Regions from separate parts of the Sus scrofa genome. Here regions 1, 2, 3 and 4 are each linked to region 5. A link is a contact called in public Hi-C and HiChIP or PLAC-seq data. All regions are on one chromosome and are shown on one strand. Each heading gives the region's core, a stretch centred on a gene start, on an enhancer-like site or on the middle of the called end of the contact. The rest is flanking DNA. Distances are from core to core; before and after follow the strand shown. Region 1 has its middle 12 kb from the start of DOT1L. Region 2 overlaps DOT1L (histone-lysine N-methyltransferase, H3 lysine-79 specific). Region 3 has its middle 13 kb from the start of OAZ1. Region 4 has its middle 130 kb from the start of TLE6. Region 5 overlaps GNG7 (guanine nucleotide-binding protein G(I)/G(S)/G(O) subunit gamma-7).

Region 1 (2,700 bases), core at 187-2,686, 340 kb after region 5:
CTCACGGCAATGCCAGATCCTTAACCCACTGCGCGAGTCCAGGGATGGAACCTGTGTCCTCATGGATACTAGTCACATTTGTTTCCTCTGAGCCATGGGGAATTCCAACCCACAGTTTTTAATTAGAATAACTCACCTGTATCTGGACTTATTGAGGCTCAGGTTCTTTGTGTCTCAGCACAGAAGGAATTCAGAAAGAGAAAAAGTGACAGGCAAGAAATAGGTTTATTAAGATAGGATGCTTGAGGAGTTCCTATCGCGGCTCAGCAGAAATGAACCTGACTAGTATCCATGAGGAGGCGGGTTTGATCCCTGGTCCAGCTCAGTGGGTTAAGGATCTGGCATTTCCGAGAGCTCTGGCATAGGTTGCAAACGAAACTTGGACCTAGCGTTGTTGTGGCTGTGGCATAGGCCAGCAGCTGTAGCTCTGGTTTGACCCCTAGCCTGGGAACTTCCATATGCAGAACTGGTGGCCCTTTAAAAAAAAAAAAAAAAAAAACATAGGATGCTTGTGAGGGATACTGGTGGGCAGGCGAGAAAGCTCTTCCCCAAGGATCAGGTGGGCTACATTTTAATAACCCAAGGAAAGTGGAGAGGTGTGTGGGAAGTTGCCTCCTTCATTCTTTGAATAGACATCAGGTTTACATCACTAGCTCCTCATTCGTATCAGATAAGAGATTACTTGACCCTATGAGGTCAAATTAGGGCTGTCATGGTGCTCTTATTTATGGTTTTATAGTTAAGTGAGCCTGCTTCATTCCACAGCATTGCAATAGCTTTCTTGAGCGATTATAAACTTACAGTGGTCTCTCAAAGTTCCCTAGGTTTCCCTCTCTATTTACGGTCCCCTACTGGGATTTCTCCAACTATCTGTGTAACTATCCTACTCTATCCCTATCAGTTTTGGGAAAGATCCAAGTTCTTGGGCTGCCCTAGAATTCAAGGATGACCCCCATCTTGAGAGCAAGTAAGGGCCTAGAAATAAGGAGGCCTCGGATATAGTTAGCAAGATGAAGCAGGAGCTAGAACCTCAGAGACCCATACCTCTGGCCAAGAGACAAGGTGGGGAGGCATTTCAGGACCACGGAGAGCGCTGAGCTGCCCAGAAAGACACAGGAGGCCAGATCCTGGTGAGGTGGGGAGAACGCAGCAGCCCAGACTAAGGGGTAGAGGAAGTGCAACTTCAGACCCCAGGGGCTTTATGTGGGGTGTGGAGGGCTCTAAAATAACTTCCCTTAAGAGTTCCCTGGTGGCCTAACGGTGAAGAATCCGGCATTGTCACTGCTGTGGCGGAGATTTCCATCTCTGGGCCAGGAACTTCTGCTACGAGGGTGTGGCAAAACAAAACAAAACAAAACTCCACCTCCTGTATTTCATGAGAGACCCAGTTTCCTCTTTTCCTAACCCCACATTCAGCCTTCCTCCTACCCACAAGTGTTTGGGGCCCTGCCCATCACAGCCCTGGTGAATAGCTTGGACTTTGACCAACCCAGTGCAACCACTGACAATCCCTTGTGACTCAAGTGAGTCACCAAACCCAGAAAGTCTCCATTTTCTAATCTGCAAAATGGGATGTTTATAAAGTATGGAAGGCAGGTGTATGTCCCTCCTCCACATCCCAGTCCTCGAAATCTGTGGACGTGTTAGCCTAAAAGGGAATTCAGGTTATAGATGGAATTGCAGTTGTGATTTAGCTAACCTAATTGGGAGACCAATTGGGGATTTTACCCTAAACGAGGAGTTTATACTGGATTATCCCTTTGGTAGACTCAAGGGAATCACAAGGCTATTTATTTATTTATTTATTTATTTATTTTTTTTGTCTTTTGTCTTTTTGTTGTTGTTGTTGCTATCTCTCGGGCCGCTTCCGCGGCATATGGAGGTTCCCAGACTAGGGGTTGAATCGGAGCTGTAGCCACTGGCCTACGCCAGAGCCACTGCAACGCGGGATCCGAGCCGAGTCTGCAACCTACACCACAGCTCACGGCAACGCCGGATCGTTAACCCACTAAGCAAGGGCAGGAACCGAACCCGCGACCTCATGGTTCCTAGTCGGATTCGTTAACCACTGTGCCACGACGGGAACTCCTATTTATTTATTTATTTGGCTGTACCTGCAGCACGCAGAAGTTCCCAGGCCCGGGATGGAACACCAGCCACAGCAGTGACTTGAGCTACAGCAGTGACAACACCGGATCCTTAACTGCTAGGCCACCAGGGAACTCCTCACGAGGCTTTAGAAGTGAGGAGTTTAGAAGGGGAGTTCCCATTGCAGCACAGAGGAAACTAATCCGACAAGAAACCATGAGGTTGCAGGTTCAATCCCTGGCCTCGCCCAGTGGGTTAAGGATCTGGCATTGCCGTGAGCTGTGGTATAGGTCGAAGACACGGCTCAGATCTGGCATTGCTGTGGCTCTGACGTAAGCCAACTGCTGTAGCTCTGATTCAGCCCCTAGCCTGGGAACCTCCACCTGCTGTGGGTGTGGCCCTAAAAAGACAAAAATAAATAAATAAATAAATAAATAAATAAATAAAAATGAGGAAAGGTCAGAGAGATGGCAGCATGCCAAGGATTCAGCCCAGTGCTGCTGGCCTTGAAGGTGCAGAAAATGGCCACAGGCCAAGGAATGTAGGCAACCCCCAGAAGCTGAAAAGGGGAAGGGAATGGCTCCTTCCTAACCCTTTAGAAAGGAATTCAGC
Region 2 (2,700 bases), core at 127-2,626, 400 kb after region 5:
TGTCTGCCCTGGGCTGCCCCTCAGCCCGGCCTTCCAGAGCAGGCCCTATGCTTCAAGCACACAGGCCCTCAGGGACACCTGCCCAGATGCCCGCCCACCTCCCCCCAGAGCCCAATGAGCAGGAAGCAGACCTCTCTGCCGGGAAGGCAGGCAGTCAGTGCAGGCTCCTCCCATCTCCCTACGGCTGCACAGCCTTGGGGTGGGGGCCGGTCTGGCTGGGGCTCATGGCCGTGATGCCCTGTCCCCGCAGCTCAAGGCTCGCTGCGAGGAACTGAAGTTGGACTGGTCCACACTGTCCCTAGAGAACCTGCTGAAAGAGAAGCAGGCCCTGAAGAGCCAGATCTCGGAGAAGCAGAGGCACTGCCTGGAGTTGCAGGTAGGAGGCTTGTCAAGGGGTCTCTGGGCTCCAGCTGCCCTGGGGAACGCTGGCGCCCTGGAGCCGCCTCCTCCTGGACTTCTGTCCTCATCAGCTCCTGGGTGGGCAGTCAGGGCACCTAGATGGGAGGCCTGTGCTTGTGTCTCAGGTTAGTGAGGAGAAGTGCGGGAGGGACAAAGCACACTGTGTAGGTTCCCTTCATCCTGCTGCCTCAGCGCCTGCGTAACTTGACCAGAGAGCACAGCAAGACACGGCCTTGGCTCTGGTTCTCGGGAGCCCGTGTGCGGGCCGAGGCCTTGTGTCTTGTTCCGTGTCTCCCCACTGAGCTCTGACGGTTCACGTGAGCTCTCCCTGTCGCTGGACCCTCAGGGTTCTTTCAGAGGATTTATCACTGCGAGATTGTACCATGGTGAATTTCTGTGCCCCGGAGCCTCCTCATGGGGACATTTCCTTAGACTGCCCTCCCGAAGCAGGTGTGGGAGCAGGGGGAGGTCCTGTCACGGTTCCTGCCCAGCTGCTTCCTGAGGGTCCCAGCCCTGTGTGTCGCAGGAGAGCTTTGCTGCCCTTTCCCCACAGTAGGTCCTCTCTCGGGCTGTGCCCACGGGAGCAATCTCCTTGTGTATAATCAAGAGGAGCCAGTTTGTTGTAGGGAAAAGCTAAAGAGGAGTTCCTCTCTGGTGCGTTGTCACTACAGCAGATTGGGTTGGGTTGCTGCTGTGGTGCAGGTTCAGTCCCTAGCCCGGGAATTTCCACATGCCACAGGTGTTGCCAAAAACAAAAAAACACCTCCTGCCACATAGCGTCCCGATCTCTCCTACTCACAGCCGCCAGCCACCATAGCAGACACTGTGCCCGGTGCTTCGCTTTCTCACACCCACCTGGACACTCAGCGCATTAGAACACACTGCTGGGCTTCGTCAGGCGCCAGCCTGCTCCAGCCTCTCGCTGTCCCAGGGCTGTCCCTGCCGGCCTCCCTGACATGTGTGCCTCTTCACAGATCAGCATCGTGGAGCTGGAGAAGAGCCAGCGGCAGCAGGAGCTCCTGCAGCTCAAGTCCTGTGTGCCACCCGATGACACCCTGTCTGCGCACCTGCGGGGGAGGGGTGGCCTGGCCCGGGAGCCAGAGGCTGAGCCTGGCCGGCTGCGCCTGGAGCTGGACTGTGCCAAGTTCTCCCTGCCCCACTTCAGCAGCACAAGCCCGGAACTCTCCATGAATGGCCATGCGGCCAGCTACGAGCTCTGCAGCGCGCTCAGCCGACCCTCGCCCAAGCAGAACACTCCCCAGTACCTGACCTCCCCCCTGGACCAGGAGGTCGTGCCCTGCACCCCCAGCCATGGCGGCCGGCCAAGGCTCGAGAAGTTGTCTGGCCTGGCCCTGCCTGACTACACTAGGCTCTCCCCTGCCAAGCTGGTGCTGAGGCGTCACCTGAGCCAGGATCACGTGGCTGGCAACAAGGCAGCCACCAGCGATCTGCACCCACGGTGAGTTTGGCCCAGCTGGACTGGTGCCCTTGGGCCCTGTGGGGGTCTTTTGAGAGGGACGAGATTCAGAGATTTGTTGGGCCTGGGCCACCATCTCTGAATGCAAAGCCATGGCTGTGGGGCTCCCCAGAAAATGAGCAAAGACGGTCTTGTTGCAGAGTGGAGCCCACCAAGGAGAATGGCCTCCCATACCACAGCCCCGGCATCACCAACGGCATCAAGCTGAGCCCCCAAGATCCTCGGCCCTCGTCCCCCACAGGCTTACAGATGACGGGAGAGAAGGGCAGCGAGAAGGTAAGGCCTCTCTTCTCCCACACAGCACCCTGCAGGGCCAGGCTGGGCTGGTGGAGACGTCATTGGGCTAGAGGCCAGGCCTGGCCAGCAGAGAGCCAGTGGATGAGGGCAGGTGTGGTGACCATGGAACGAGGCTAGGGGAGCAGACGGGAGAGGGCGAGTATGGGTGTATGGGGAAGGTAAAGGCCTGAGGGCCCAATGAGTGGATGGACATTGGGGTGACCAGTGGGGCCCTGGAAGGGCAGGAGCGGGAGCAATGCCAAGGGCCCTAGCCCTGTGGTTGGAGGGCTTCCGTGTTCCTTGGGGGGTGCTGGTGGCCTGGGCTTCCTGGGCCCAGAAGCAGGCGGTCTGGCGGTGTGTCCGCAGGGTGTGAGGGAGCGCGCCTACGCCAGCAGTGGGGAGGCCATCACCAGCCTGCCTGTCAGCATCCCGCTCAGCACCGTGCAGCCCAGCAAGCTGCCTGTCAGCATCCCTCTGGCCAGCGTGGTGCTGCCCAGCCGCGCTGAAAAAGTGGTGAGTGCAGGCCCTGGGCCGGAAGCAGGGTGCCC
Region 3 (2,700 bases), core at 87-2,586, 320 kb after region 5:
TCAAGGCACTGCTGCTGAGGCGTGGGTTCAATCCCTGGCCCAGGAACTTTCATATGGCTCGGAGGCAGACAAAAGAAAAAATTTTTTTAATTGGAATATAGTTGGCTTTACAGTGTTGTTAGTTTCAGGAGTACAGTAAAGCTATTCAGTTATACATATACATATATTCATTCTTTTTCAGATTCTTTTCCCATATAGGTTATTATAGAACCTTGAGTAGAAAAGAAAACACGCTTTTTTTTTTTTTTGGCTTTATCATGATGATTGTTGTGTAGTCATCACTATTTCCAGAATTTTGTCCTATCACAAACAGAATTGCCTTTCCATTAAACAATAACTGTTTGTTGACCCTCCCATTGGCAGCCCTTAACAACCAGGAACCCACCTCTGTCTGTGGATGTGCATCTGTTCTGGACTTTTCCCATCCATGGAGTCCCACACTGTGTGTCCTTCTGTGTCTGCTTCTCTCACTGAGCCTCGTGGTCGCCAGGTCCATCCACGTGGTAGGAGTGTTGGTGCTTCTCCTTTGCAGGATGAGTGATGCTCCCACATGCGGACAGTCACGTGTGTTAATCCCTTCAGAGGATATTTGGGTTGTTTGCACCCTTTGGCTTTTGTGAGTCACGCTGCTTTGTATGTGTGTGTACAAATATCTATTCTTTTTGTTTGTTTGTTTGTTTGTTTGTTTGGTCTTTTTAGGGCTGCACCCGTAGCATATGGAGGTTCCCAGGCTAGGGGTCTAATCGGAGCTGTTACCACCAGCCTACGCCAGAGCCACAGCAACGAGGGATCCGAACCACATCTGCGACCTACACCACAGCTCATGGCCACGCCGGATCCTTAACCCACTGAGCGAGGCCAGGAATCAAACCCAAAACCTCACGGTTTCTAGTCAGATTTGCTTCTGCTGCGCCACGATGGGAACTCTGACAAATATCTATTCTTGTACCCACTTTCATCTCCTTTGGATGCATTCATAGGAGTTCTGTCATGTGGTGATTCCATGTTTAGCTTTTTGAGCAACTGCCAAACCATAATACACCCTTAAGAGAAAAAAAATGCAGGTTACAAAACAAGATGTTCAGACGTTCACTAATGATTCCAGTCCTGTAAAAATAAATATGTAAATACTATTGAAATACAAGGTTACAAAAACATCCAAGCAAAGAACCCTCAAATATTAAACAGCATCTGTTTTTGGATGGGAGCTGGTGGGTGTTTTGAAAACTGTCCTCTTTGAGCTTGTCTACATTTCTAAATGTGCCTGTTTCTCCTGCGTCACAGGGAAGGGCGGGAGAGTTGTTTTTGAGTGCGGCTGGGAGAGAGCAGGAAGCTGCCATTTGTTTGTCAGGCCTCCTGGTGCCTCCAGGGGGGACTTGTGTGTTCAGGGTTTTTACTGGTGATAAGTCACCGAAAAAATCCACTTCCCTCTTCTCCTCTGGGGTCCCAAAGTGGCCTACAATTTCTAGCTGCAAACACGTGGTTGCAGGTCTTAGAATGTCCCTTTGAAGGTTGAGCCCCTTCTGAGCTGTGTCTCTCGGTACCACCACATGGGGCGGGATGAAGATTCAGGGTGTATGTGTTTCCTGCAGCTGCTGTAACAGGTGACTGCAAACTAGGGGGCTTAAATCAACAGGAATTCCTTCTCACACGTTCTGAGGCCAGAGTCTGAATCTTGAAATTGCAGGGTGGGAGTCCCCTGGTAGCTCAGAAGGTTAAGGACCCAGTGTTATCACTGCTGTGGCTCAGGTCACTGCTGTGAGGCTCAATTCCTGGCCCTAGAGCTTCCGCATGTTGCCACTTGGTCAAGGAAGAAAGAAGGAAGGAAGGAAGGAAGGAAGGAAGGAAGGAAGGAAGGAAGGAAGGAAAAGAGAAATTGCCACAGCAGTGACAAGGCTGGATCCTTAAGCTGCTGTACAAGGAAACTCCAATACTGTGACTTTTAGCTCAGCCAGTTCAGGATAGCTTCTTTGTCAGCTGAGGTTTGTACAGGCACCTCCTGTAGAAGGGGGTTAAATTATTTTCGGTCACTTTGTACACCATTTTGGTAATGACCAATGTATATTTTAGTAATTACCAGGTGAAGTGTTATTTTAAGATTCTAAATAAGCTCACAAGGGCTATTCGTTCAACATTACTAAATCAAATCCATCCAGAGTTACCTGGTGGCTCAGCGGGTTAAGGATCCAGCTTTGTCACTGCCATATCATGGGTTCGATCCCCGGCCTGGGAACTTCTGCGTGCTGTGGGCACAGCCAAGAAAAAAATGTAATCGGAGTTGCCATCATGGCTCAATGGTTAAGGAATCCAACTAGGAACCATGAGGTTGCGGGTTCAATCCCTGGCCTTGCTCAGTGGGTTAAGGATCTGGCATTGCCGTGAGCTGTGGTGTAGGTCACAGAAGCAGCTTGGATCCCGAGTTGCTGTGGCTCTGGCATAGGCCGGCAGCTACAGCTCCGATTAGACCCCTAGCCTGAGAACCTCCATATGCCGTGGGAGCAGCCCAAGAAAAGGCAAAAAGACAAAAAAAAAAAAAAATGTAATCCATCGATATGTAACCCTTGTGGGTTGTCTTTATATATTTCAATACTACTAACCATATACTTTTTATGGGTGAATAGTAAAGTATGTAAATTATATCTCATAAAGCTGGTATAAAAAAAAGAAAGCAGGGGGAGTTCCTGTCATGGCTCAGTGGTT
Region 4 (2,700 bases), core at 87-2,586, 300 kb before region 5:
CACTCATTCTCCTAGGAGTCCCCAAAATCCCACACCCCATGTACTAAGCTACACATGCCTGACTGGGCTCTGAAATCTGTCTATGACAAAGATGATCAGAGGCTGGGCCAGTATCCAGACAAGAAGGTCCTGAAGCATCCAGTTATGCCAGAAAGTCAGGCAATGTTCACAAAATGATGAGGAGCTTGGAGTTCCCGCTGTGGCTCAGCAGGTTACAAACCAGACTAGTATCCATGAAGATGCAGGTTTTGATCCCTGGCCTCTCTCAGTGGGTTAAGGATACCCTGTTGCTACCAGCTGGTGGTACATAGGTCGCAGACGTGGCTCTGATCTGGCGCTGCTGTGGCTGTGGCACAGGCCGGCAGCTTGAACTCTGACTGGACCACTAGCTTGGAAATTTCCATATGCCACACATGCAGCCCTAAAAACAAACAAACAAAAAAGATGGGGACTTGTTAAAAGAGCACAGGAGCCAGTCTACAGGGACTCCTTCCAGAAAATCTCAGAAAGTGGGACGGGAAAACCTGTTTGTAAGAAGACAACGTTCCTCTCCCACTTGGAGTCTGATTCTCTTGGATGCTAAGAATCTGTCCCCATTTCCACAATGAGCTAGGGCGCCATCCAGTGGCCACAGTAGGATATCACGAAGCATTTACACAGGTGTTTCTGGACACAACAATCCACATGAATTTTTGTTTTCCAAGAAAAAGGATTCAGTTTCACGTTGCCCTGGTTGACCCCTTTGCACGTGGCTCAGCTTTGCTCTGCGCCCAGGGAAACCAGCCTCCATCCACATCTCACTCATATCCACCCTTCCCCCAAATCCTAAAGTGAGGCCGCCGCGGGTCCTAAGGTGTAGGGGGTCAGATGGTCCTGCGCCGCCAAACAAGACCCCTGAGGCTCAGTTCCATTCGTCCTAGACTGGACTTTGGAAGTAACCCTTTAAATAACCCCGACCCCTGCCCTTTGAACTGTACCCCGCCCTCTGACCCACTCCTGGCGCGGCTTGCTCCTCGCCCAGCCTTGGCCGCCAAGCAGTCGCAAGGCCTGACCCTGCTGTGGACACCAAAAGGAGTAGCGTGTAGTCCCATGAAAGCAGCCAACTCTGCAGTAGCGTTCTTGATCGCACTTCCGCTTCCGGCCCCGGGGCAGCTGGGAGCAATAAAAAGGGGGCAGACCTACGTTTGGTGTTGGTGGAAGCTCGAGGATAGGCAGGTCAGCTTCTCCAATCATAGAGCAGATAAATACTATTTCCCCGGTCATTGGGACGTTATTGGTTCTAGTGTGGTGCCCTGCCCCCTTAGGCTTTCCGGAAGCGGGAATGTGCTTGTGGGCGTGGTCAATGAGGGCCCGCCCACATCCCCACACGGGCGTGTCTAGGGTAGAAAGCACACCCAGAGGTGTGGCTGAGGGCGTGGCCTCCTGGGCAACCCCTGAGCACCCGGGTGTCTAATAAGCAATGTTTGTTACATAAGCAATAAATGCTCATTTCTCTGAAAACTTTTCTTTATTTACACCCCTATAAAAAGACATTCCTATTATTGGAATGTTGCTTCTTGGAACACACCTTATTTTTCCAGAAATGTGTCATATTTTATTCATTTGTTTACGTACTGCTTTTCTAATAACTGCGTCGTGCTATCCCATAGTAGCCACTGGATGGCGCCCTAGCTCACGTTTTCGCTTTGGTGCCTATTTTGTTTTTTGTATTGGATATTCCTGAAGGAAAAATGCATGTGGAATCCTGAAAAAAAAATGCTAATTAAGCATAGCTATATTCCAAACTCTATTTTCTGGACAAGGGAAGACAACAGTAAATTAACACAAAAATCCTTGCCCTCATCCTTAGATTCCGATGGGGAGGGACAAAAAAAAAAAAATTAACCATGTTAATAAAGAGTAAATGTATTAAATATTATATCTCAAATGTGGACAGGTGAGCACTATGAGCATCTGTCCCTCCTGCTGCCTCCCCCAGACCCTGTACAAATGTTTGGTTCCCATCACACTCAGGGAAGCCTCTATGTTGCCTAATTGCCCCCTTGCCCCTTTCTGGGGACACAACCCCAGTCCTCTTCCAAGTCCTAGGCAGGATACTCCTGGAAGTGGAGGGTGCCGGGGTGATTGAGGTGAAGCTGGGGCAACTCTGGGCTGCAAGCTGTCATCTCTGGCAGTTGGAGAATTTCACATATACATTGGAAGATGGCCAGGATGTGGTGTGTCTGGTTGACTATGCATTCAATTAACAGGCTCAAAAATTAGGGAAAATCAAAAATTCTTACAGGTCTCCCTTTTAAGGACATGACTGTTCAGACACAATAAGTTTTTATAATAGCTAAAGCTCTAAAACATCTAGAAGAACACTGGAGAAAAATCTTTGTGATCTTGGGATAGGCAAAGATTTCTCAGGATAGAAAATGTGGAAAAGATACACAAAGAAATGACCTAGTTTGTCCTTAAAATTTTGAATATTTGAATATTTTGCACTGTGAGAAAACAAGCAGGCAAGCCACAACAAGGAGAAAATATTTGTGTAACAGATTCTGACAAAGTCATTGTATCCACAATGCACAAAGAAGGCTTTCAATGGAGGAAAATCATCGTCACAAGAGGGCCCCATTTCACCAGCAAAACCTCCTAGTTGGCTGTTTGGACCTAGTTGCTGAAGTATTTCAGGGTAAACAAACTTGGGTCACCTGT
Region 5 (2,700 bases), core at 34-2,533:
GCCAAAGGGACTTGGCGGGTGTCACGAAGACCCTTAATCAGTTGACCTTAGAGTTCATCACAAGGGGGGCCATCTGGGTGGGATGGGCCCTTCCAAGAGATCAGAAGCGTGTCTAGAGGCGTCAGATCCATAGACACAGGAAGTGGATGGTGGGGCAGGGGCTGGGGGAGGGGCTGGCAAGTCAGTGTTTCATGGGGACAGAGTTTCCATTCGGGAAGATGAGAAAGTCCTGGAGATGATGGTGGGGATGGTCACATGACATTGTGAATGTGCCTAATGCCACTGAGCTGTGCACTTAGAAATATTTAAGATGGCAAGATGCCTTTTATCACAATAAAGAGAGTGAGAGGGGAGTTCCCATGGTGGCTCAGCAGAAATGAATCTGACTGGCATCCATGAGGACGCAGGTTCGATCCCTGGCCTCGCTCTGTGGGTTAAGGATCTGGCGTTGCTGTGAGCTATGGTGTAGGCCAGCAGCTACAGCTCCAATTCGACCCCTAGCCTGGAAGCCTCCATGTGTCGTGAGTGCAGACCTAAAAAGATTAAAAAGAGAGAGAGAGAGCGAGAGGGAGAAAGACCAGAGTAGTGGCAGACACTCTCCTACTGGCCTTGAAGAAAGCAAACAGCCACATCATGAGCTGGATGAGGCCATGCAGCCTCGGAGCTGAGAGCTACTCTCACCCAACAACCAGCAGGAAAAGTCCTACCACTGCGGGGAGGTGGATTCTGCCAACCACACAGATGAGCTTGGGAGGCGACCCTGAGTTCCCAGCGGAGAACTCAACCTAGCCAGTCCCTCGATTTCAGGCTTTTGAGACCCCGATTTGAGGACCCAGTTAAGCCACACCCTCTTTCCTAACACAGAAACCAGGAGATGATCAAGGATGTTGTTTTTGACCCTACGTTTGTGGCATCTTGTCACACACCAGTAGCTGACTGACACACCTACCCGGTTGCCTTCAGGTGTGCTCGTTCTGAAACTCACCTCAACCCTGCCAATTAGAGATCACCAGCTCCGTCTCACAGAGAAACTAGGAGCTGAGAGAGGCTGAGGAACTGGCCCAGGGCCACGCGGTAACTGTTCTGTGACATTCTAATTAGCTGCATCTGTTACCCAGGCTGGACCGTAAGCTCCTTCAGGTCAAGGATCTTGCCCAACCGCCGGCCGGATGTTTAGCAAGTGAGCAAAAGAAGGAAGGAATGAGCTGGGGAGGAATCCTCACCTGACCTCCCCAGCGGAGAGGCGAGCCTGTGAGCAGGACTCATGACACATAGGGGCCTGCAGGGAGCGCACTCACCACGCCCCGAAAGCAGTGATGATCACACTGGGCTCCCTCGCTGAGTCAGCGGCCAGGGCCGAGGTCAGCTCGTGAGTCCCCTGGAATGGGACATGCTGTCCCTGGCTCCCTGACTAACGTCCCAGCTGATTCGAGAGCTCTGCCTGATGACAGGCGAGCTTGGAGCCAGGGCCCCTGGGTGCTGGGCTCACAAAGCCAAGCGGCTGGAAGGCAGGGAGAGCTGGGCTGCGAGCTGTGGGTGTCCTTGACCAGGGAGCCAGGGCTGCCAGTGAGGACAGGCATGCGGAGAAGGTGGGAAGAGAGGCAGCTGGGGACTGGGGATGGGGCCACACCCACACGGGCCCCTTGGTGAACCGTCAACCAAGTCTCCCTTGTCCCCATGCTGAGGGGCAGGGCCGGCTGGCCCCCTCGGCACTGATGGCCGGGTAGGAGGGAGCAGTCATTTTCTGGACGGGGCCAGGCACCGTGGGGGGTGGAGCAGCATCCCTGCTCCCACCCATTCAATGCCAGGAGCCTCCCACTAATGACAACCACAGGTGTCCCCAACTGCTCGGGGGTGGGGGGGTGGGAGAGGAGTAGAATCACTCCAGCTGAGACCCTGGTTGAGTGAGCTGATAGTGACAGCACTGCCTGAGAGCAACAGCAGGTGCTCCCCCAAGGCTTCAGGGAGGCCTTCTTGGAGGAAGTGACGTCTGAGTTGAGGTTGGTGGTGCCATGGAGCTGACTGGGGTGGGAGGGTGTGTGCTTGGGAGCAGAAGCTGCTTCCAGGACAGTGGGCAAGGGTGCAAGGTGAAGCAGAGGGAGCAAGGAGGCCTTGGGCAGAGACTATCTTATCCTGAGGGCAGTAGGGAGCCATAGAGGGTTCCATCCCACCCATGGCAGCAATCAGTTGATTTCCTGGTTTTCTGCATTAGGAAACTGAGCCACAGAGAAGGTGAGGTGCCCCAATCACCCCCAGCAGTGATGGGGAAAGGCCCAGCAGGCTTCAGGGCTGTTTCCACAATGTTTGAGGGTGGGGTGGCCACTGGCGCCAGGCCTGCGGGAAGCAGCACCACCTCAGCACCTCCCACTCTGAGACCCCCTTCAGGCAGGCATCTGCTCCCACCCTCTTTCCCTTCAGTAAATTGGGGTGATGACTGCCCTGCTGCCCAAGGCTGCTGCAAGAGGAGGTGAGGTTATCAGTTCTGCCGTCCGTGTCCCCAGGAGGCACAGTGAGGGTTCTGGATGGACAGGAAGCATGTCACATCACCCTGTTGTCTTTGAAATTCTCCTGCCTGAGCCCCTGACCCTCCCCTCTGGTCTCTGCCTTCCTTCTTCCTGAAGGTGTCAGGGGTCGTCCAGCCTCCCTGGTATCCATGGAAACCTGGGCCTGAGTGAGGGACCCCAAGCCCTTCAGCAGGTT

Evidence for each region. Hi-C and Micro-C count contacts between places; a contact is called where the count stands out from the background. HiChIP or PLAC-seq counts read pairs in DNA pulled down with a chosen protein or histone mark.
Region 1: a contact with region 5 is called in an H3K27ac HiChIP or PLAC-seq map of alveolar macrophages. The contact joins two enhancer-like sites. A contact is called at or near these places in 2 of 47 Hi-C or Micro-C datasets (embryonic fibroblasts and skeletal muscle) and 1 of 2 datasets of contacts at active chromatin or transcription factors (alveolar macrophages).
Region 2: a contact with region 5 is called in an H3K27ac HiChIP or PLAC-seq map of skeletal muscle, with 5 times the contacts expected there. The contact joins two enhancer-like sites. A contact is called at or near these places in 6 of 47 Hi-C or Micro-C datasets (embryonic fibroblasts, heart right ventricle, liver and 2 more) and 1 of 2 datasets of contacts at active chromatin or transcription factors (skeletal muscle).
Region 3: an H3K27ac HiChIP or PLAC-seq map of alveolar macrophages shows a contact between it and region 5. The contact joins two enhancer-like sites. A contact is called at or near these places in 5 of 47 Hi-C or Micro-C datasets (embryonic fibroblasts, heart right ventricle, omental adipose tissue and 1 more) and 2 of 2 datasets of contacts at active chromatin or transcription factors (alveolar macrophages and skeletal muscle).
Region 4: a Hi-C map of retroperitoneal adipose tissue shows a contact between it and region 5, with 2.0 times the contacts expected there. The contact joins two enhancer-like sites. A contact is called at or near these places in 1 of 5 promoter capture datasets (liver), 23 of 47 Hi-C or Micro-C datasets (adipose tissue, alveolar macrophages, blood and 15 more) and 2 of 2 datasets of contacts at active chromatin or transcription factors (alveolar macrophages and skeletal muscle).

The regions. Positions count from the first base shown.
Region 1 is chr2:76,325,810-76,328,509 of Sscrofa11.1, forward strand. No RefSeq gene overlaps it. Among named protein-coding and RNA genes, the nearest start is that of DOT1L, 12 kb to the right of the region's middle. Within about 2 kb of position 1,437, at least 7 of the 83 cell types and tissues checked have an H3K27ac peak or open chromatin away from gene starts, as enhancers often do. A contact at or near this core is called in alveolar macrophages, where this site is marked.
Region 2 is chr2:76,387,990-76,390,689 of Sscrofa11.1, forward strand. It overlaps DOT1L (histone-lysine N-methyltransferase, H3 lysine-79 specific), which reads left to right. Exons shown (of 29, transcript XM_021084186.1): 19 at 251-376; 20 at 1,374-1,858; 21 at 2,017-2,152; 22 at 2,519-2,665. Among named protein-coding and RNA genes, the nearest start is that of SF3A2, 16 kb to the right of the region's middle. Within about 2 kb of position 1,377, at least 5 of the 83 cell types and tissues checked have an H3K27ac peak or open chromatin away from gene starts, as enhancers often do. A contact at or near this core is called in liver and skeletal muscle, where this site is marked.
Region 3 is chr2:76,308,550-76,311,249 of Sscrofa11.1, forward strand. No RefSeq gene overlaps it. Among named protein-coding and RNA genes, the nearest start is that of OAZ1, 13 kb to the left of the region's middle. Within about 2 kb of position 1,337, at least 15 of the 83 cell types and tissues checked have an H3K27ac peak or open chromatin away from gene starts, as enhancers often do. A contact at or near this core is called in alveolar macrophages, where this site is marked.
Region 4 is chr2:75,683,640-75,686,339 of Sscrofa11.1, forward strand. No RefSeq gene overlaps it. Among named protein-coding and RNA genes, the nearest start is that of TLE6, 130 kb to the left of the region's middle. Within about 2 kb of position 1,337, at least 39 of the 83 cell types and tissues checked have an H3K27ac peak or open chromatin away from gene starts, as enhancers often do. A contact at or near this core is called in adipose tissue, omental adipose tissue and retroperitoneal adipose tissue, where this site is marked.
Region 5 is chr2:75,984,533-75,987,232 of Sscrofa11.1, forward strand. All of the region lies in intron 2 of GNG7 (guanine nucleotide-binding protein G(I)/G(S)/G(O) subunit gamma-7), which reads left to right. Among named protein-coding and RNA genes, the nearest start is that of GNG7, 56 kb to the left of the region's middle. Within about 2 kb of position 1,284, at least 29 of the 83 cell types and tissues checked have an H3K27ac peak or open chromatin away from gene starts, as enhancers often do. A contact at or near this core is called in adipose tissue, alveolar macrophages, liver and 3 more, where this site is marked.